Regions from separate parts of the Mus musculus genome. Here region 2 is linked to region 1. A link is a contact called in public HiChIP or PLAC-seq data. All regions are on one chromosome and are shown on one strand. The core of a region is the stretch at or near the end of the contact, and the rest is flanking DNA. Distances in the headings are between cores, read along the strand shown.

Evidence for each region. HiChIP or PLAC-seq counts read pairs in DNA pulled down with a chosen protein or histone mark.
Region 2: a contact with region 1 is called in an H3K4me3 HiChIP or PLAC-seq map of bone marrow-derived macrophages, with 5 times the contacts expected there. The contact joins the enhancer-like site here to the promoter of Gmfg in region 1. A contact is called at or near these places in 1 of 39 promoter capture datasets (hippocampal neurons), 1 of 15 datasets of contacts at CTCF or cohesin (the NIH/3T3 cell line), 3 of 484 Hi-C or Micro-C datasets (cortical neurons, palatal mesenchyme and pro-B cells) and 3 of 115 datasets of contacts at active chromatin or transcription factors (the 230-238 cell line, bone marrow-derived macrophages and stem cell-derived neural progenitor cells).

The regions. Positions count from the first base shown.
Region 1 is chr7:28,439,500-28,442,199 of GRCm38.p6, forward strand. Gmfg (glia maturation factor, gamma) reads left to right here and starts at 1,438. Exons shown (of 7, transcript NM_001039192.2): 1 at 1,438-1,542; 2 at 1,935-2,031; 3 at 2,170-2,219. The coding sequence starts at 1,540.
Region 2 is chr7:29,042,246-29,044,967 of GRCm38.p6, forward strand. It overlaps Ryr1 (ryanodine receptor 1, skeletal muscle), which reads right to left. Exons shown (of 106, transcript NM_009109.2): 83 at 2,674-2,691; 84 at 1,604-1,684. Among named protein-coding and RNA genes, the nearest start is that of Gm38979, 14 kb to the left of the region's middle. Within about 2 kb of position 1,281, at least 67 of the 459 cell types and tissues checked have an H3K27ac peak or open chromatin away from gene starts, as enhancers often do. A contact at or near this core is called in bone marrow-derived macrophages, where this site is marked.

The DNA.
Region 1 (2,700 bases), core at 188-2,687:
TGTCTCTGTGTAACACTGGCTCTTCTGGAGTTCACTGTTGTCACCTAGGTTGGCCTCAGACTTGGCAATCCTGACTGCTGGAAGATATCTATATCTATCAATGTATATTATGTATTATGTTATATAATTAATAAACATTGCAATTATATTTAAATTGGGGGCTGGAGAGATGGCTCAGCAGTTAAGAGCACTGACTGCTCTTTCAGAGGTCCTGAGTTCAATTCCCAGCAACCACATGGTGGCTCACAGCCACCTATAATAAGATCTGATGCCCTCTTCTGGTGTGTTTGAAGACAGCTACAGTATACTCACATAAATAAAATAAATTTTAAAAATTTAAAAATTAAAAAAAAATTATATTTGAATTGTATAGATTTAATTAAATATATTTAGTTATATATTTATAATTATATTATATACACATATATAATAGTATATAGATGTATATATAAACATACATATTACATATATATACTTATTACATATACATACTTATTACACACACATGTATTACACACACATATATATATACATATAATAAGCTGTAACTGTTTGGGCCTTTTCTATGCCTACCCTTGCTCCCAAATAACACAGAGACCATTATATTTATTTAATAGCTTTGGCCTTAAGCTAGGCGTGTTCCCAAATAGCTTGTAACTCAATTATTCCATTTATACTAATCTAAGTTCTGCTATGTGACTTGTTACCTCTCCTCGGTTTCATACAGTCCATTTCCTCCATGTCTACCACGATTGATTCTTTTCCAGAGTTGCTTTCTCTGTCCAGAAGTCCCACCTTGCTCTTCTGCCTTTTGCTATAGGCCATAGGCTTTTTATTTTAACCTATCAGAGGACACCTGAGGTAGGCAAGGAAGGACAGAGACACATCTTGACACAGTATACAAAAACATCACTCCAACAATAGGCCACCATTTTCATGGTAGCATTTATTAATTTTTGAGACAGGGTTTCTCTATGTAGCCTGTCACTGCTCTAGAGGCAGTGGGACCTGGGAGAATGGAGTTAGTAGAATGGTTGAATTTAGCAGTGGGTGACAGCAAACTTTAATCCCAGCACTTGGGAGACAGAGACGGGCTGATCTTTGAGTTCAACGCCAGCCTGGTCTATAAGAGAGGACCTATACAGAGAGACCCTGTCTTGAAAAAACAAGAAAATAAAGAATAAACGTGTTTTCCACAGTACCAGACTTATTTCCTCTTTTTAGGCATCTCTATCTGGGAGATAGGTGAAGTTTTTTTCTCTTCACAGCAATCCCAGACCAGAGTTGCAAATTTAACTAGGGCCACAGTGAGGCAGTATTCGAACCCCCATCTTAGTGACTGAAAAGCCTCACAGGTTCTGACAGATGCAGGGAAGGAAGGAAGGGGAGGAGCCCTTTGTGACAGTTGTCCTAGGCTAGGCATAAACAGGATGTGGTGTTAGAGGAAAGCTTCCCCCTTTCATAGCCCATCCCTCTCAGCCTGGGGTCCCCACCCCTAGAAGACAGAGGAACTGAGAAGAGGCCTAAGGACAGAAAAACATGGTCAGAGGGCCTGGGTGACAAGGAAGGGTGAGGGGGCCGAGTTCAGGGTGACCTGGATGGAGGTCAGATGGGGGATGAAGGTCACAGGCAGGAAGGGAAGGGACCCAGTCTTGACAAAGCTTGGTCGTAGAGGTAGAGGCCTCAGGCAAGCAGATGCTTAGGTCTTTTGGAGTAATCCAAGGGAATCCTCCAGGAAGGTGGTACCTGGCCCCTGTGTGTCCCTCGGAGCTGAACTGTGTGTCTTAGTAACTGCCTCCCTATCCAGGTGTTTGCCAAAGGCCACTCATCTAGGCTAGTTTCAGCGTCTTCATTGACTTACGAAGATACTTGGGTCAGGAAAGGGGCCAGGTTAGAAGCTAAGCCGGCTCAGCTCTTCCCTGTCCCATTGGCAGTCGGACTCCCTGGTGGTGTGTGAAGTGGACCCGGAGCTAAAGGAAACATTGAGGAAATTTCGTTTCCGAAAAGAGACCAACAATGCCGCCATCATAAGTCAGTGACCTCTGCCCTCTCAAGGGTGGCACGGGGGGGGGGGCTGTCGGGGGGGGGGGAACAGCAAGGCAGGGAAGTCTGGGCTGGTGTCCCCTGGAATGGCGAGGGGTCTGTAATCTGTGTTCTATCCCTCCCCAGTGAAAGTGGACAAAGACCGGCAGATGGTGGTGCTGGAGGATGAACTCCAGGTGAGGGGCTGGGATTCTGGACATTCCAAATACAGGAAGATGTCTGGGGACAAAGTTGGGAGGGTGCGCCAGGGTTGGATCAGCTACCTCATAAACAGGGCACCGTGACACATGCTTTTCTAATGCTGGCACTCTAAGGGTGCAGAGAGAGGGACCAGGATTCAAGGTCATTCTTGGCTACAGTGTTAAGTTGGAGGCTAGCCTGGACTACACAAGACCCTGTATCAAAAAGCCAAATAAGGCTGGGTGTGGTGGCACTGACTTTTAATACCCCAATGCAAGAGATAGAAGCAGGCAGATTTCTCTGTGTGCTTGAGGCCAGCCTGGTCTACAGAGTGAGTTCGAGGGCAAAAAAAAGCCAGGTGCTTCAGTTAGGGTCACTATTGCTGTGATGAACCACTACGACCAAAAGCAAGTTAGGAAGAGAAGGGTTTATTTGGCTTACATAGCCTGAATCACAATCCACTGAGGAAAGTCAGGG
Region 2 (2,722 bases), core at 31-2,530, 600 kb after region 1:
GGCAGATCCTTGGTTCAGCAGGTCTAAGTGGTAAAGGTGTGTATATATGGCAGGGGACACTTCTTGTTCAGTGAGAAATCCTGTTTCAAGACTATAAGGCAGAGAGTAACAACAGAAGACACTTGATGCATGACAGTCACACGCATCACAGTCACACGCATCACAGTCACACACATCACAGTCACACACATCACAGTCACACGCATCACAGTCACACACATCACAGTCACACACATCACAGTCACACGCATCACAGTCACACGCATCACAGTCACACGCATCACAGTCACACGCATCACAGTCACACAGATCACACAGTCACACAGATCACAGTCACACGCATCACAGTCACACGCATCACAGTCACACGCATCACAGTCACACGCATCACAGTCACACGCATCACAGTCACACGCATCACAGTCACACGCATCACAGTCACACGCATCACAGTCACACAGTCACACACATCACACAGTCATACACACATTACAGTCACACACATCACACAGTCATACACACATTACAGTCACACAGATCACACAGTCACACACATCACACAGTCATACACACATCACAGGCACACACACACAGATCACACAGTCACACACATTACACAATCAGACAGTCAGACACAAACACACATCACACAGTGTCATAGATACACAGAAACCTCTCACAGACACACACACAAAGGCAGGCAGACAGACAGACAGACAGACAGACAGACACACACACACACACACACTTTCCCTCTGGGTGGTTTGTGGCTTTCTATGTACTGTGAACATTGTAAACACCACCTTGTGGCACTCGCTTGTCATGGGAAACAGCTTGCAGGGAAGGTTGGTTAGGCTTTAGGCTGCTCTTGGTTTCTGGGCTCCCTGGGCAGCCAGGCGGCTTGGACTCGTCCTGCCAGAGTATCTCAGCACAGGGACTGCAGGCCTCTGCCACCACGCCCGGCTTAACTGTCCCTTCAGCATAAGCTGTTCGAGCCGCACAGAGTTTAACGAGTGGGCTGCGTCACACTGGATTTTGTTAAATTGGCACAATGAAGGCAGAGCCTGCGAAATTTCTCACTTCTGCTACGAGAGGATCCGTACATCTCCTGGGAAAATGTTCTCTGTGATAAACAAATGAATAAATCAAATATATTCACTTTTAAGCGCCGAGCAATTGGTACGTCTGTGGACTCTGGCGTCCATCCTTTAGAGATGCTTTAGGGCTGCCAAATGCCCGTGGGAAAGCCGAGTGTGACGAATTGCCTATCTGGGGAAACTGGCCAAACTGGATTTTGGCAGACTGCCTTTGGGGAGTTAGTTGGACTGGCCAGAGGAAGTGAAAGTGAAGCTAAGTGGTTTGCTTCCAGAAATTTCAGAAGCCAGAGAAACTTGTGATTGTTATTTGTTATTTGGGTCTCCTGTGGCTTCACACTACCTATGTAACTAAGATGGCCTTGGGCCCCTGATCCCCATAGTAGAGCCGAAGGCTGGATGAGGTCTGCAGGGCTAGAGAAGTCATTGCTGCCGATAAGAGGAGGGATTGGAGTAATTTGGGTGACTTTTGGAAGCTCCGCCCCCACCCCGCCCACCCTCCTTCTCACCATTGTTGTGCCCCTCGCAGAGCAGCTGCAGGAAGCGGAACAGGTCCTGTGTGAACTCGTCATCCGCCATGACTTTCTCTCCTGGGTGGGAAGAAGGGGAGCCGGGAGGGGTCAGATGTGCCAGGACACAGCACACACATGCACACAACCCATGCACACTGCACAAGCATGCACAACGTAACGGGGGGGGGGGTGGGCTGGAAGGAGCAAGCAACACTTCAAAGACACTGTGAGGGCCACCGGCATCCAAGACACCAGCCTGTGAGCTCTGTAGATGGAGGCCTGAGGAGCTGGCCTCCTCATTGGCTCACGAAGCTAGGGCCTCAAGTGTCTTTTCACATCAGTGTCTCTCCGATGTCACCACTTGTGTGACATCTAGGAGTGACCCAGCAGACATTTAGCAGCTGGTATAACCCTGAGCCAGACTCCAGGCTGCAGGGGTTAATGGATTATAGGGGTTGGGGTCACTTGCACACAAGGCTCTGGGCAGGGGAGGGCTGGGCTGGGAAGAGACAGGGATTGAAAGCCAACCAACTGGCCCCAAAGCTTCAAAAGCAGCCAACCAGGGAAAAATAGAGGTGTGTCAACATGGTCCAATCAGAATAGACATCTGAAAGAAACCAATCACGGTGCGCTGTAAGGCTAGATTGGGAATGGGCCAATCAGAGCAGGCGCAGAGGGCACGCGCGGCACCAATCAGAGTGGTTGCCTCCAACAAGGACCACCAGACTAGGTTTGGGTCGCACAGCGCAGAGAGGGTGGGAACGGGGGAGGGCTCATCCCACCTTGGACTGGGAATCTGGGTCTGGAAGCCCCCAAAATATCCAGCTGAAAGGGGACCTTGACTGTCTTTTCAAACTTCTGTGTTTCATATGGGGGAAACTGAGGCTTACGTTAAATAAAACTTATGTCACCCACCTCTGAACTCGGGGAACCTTCCCTATGGGATCCACTGAAGGGGCCACCGCTCTGACCTCCCTGACTGTCCCAGATCCTCAGCCCCAGGGGGTATCAGGGGTTAGAAGGGGGTAAGGTGGGCGCAGCACAGCAATGGATGGCGGGGGAATTACCGTTTTGGCGATTGATGACTGGGGCAGCCAACAGGATGGGAGGAGGAAG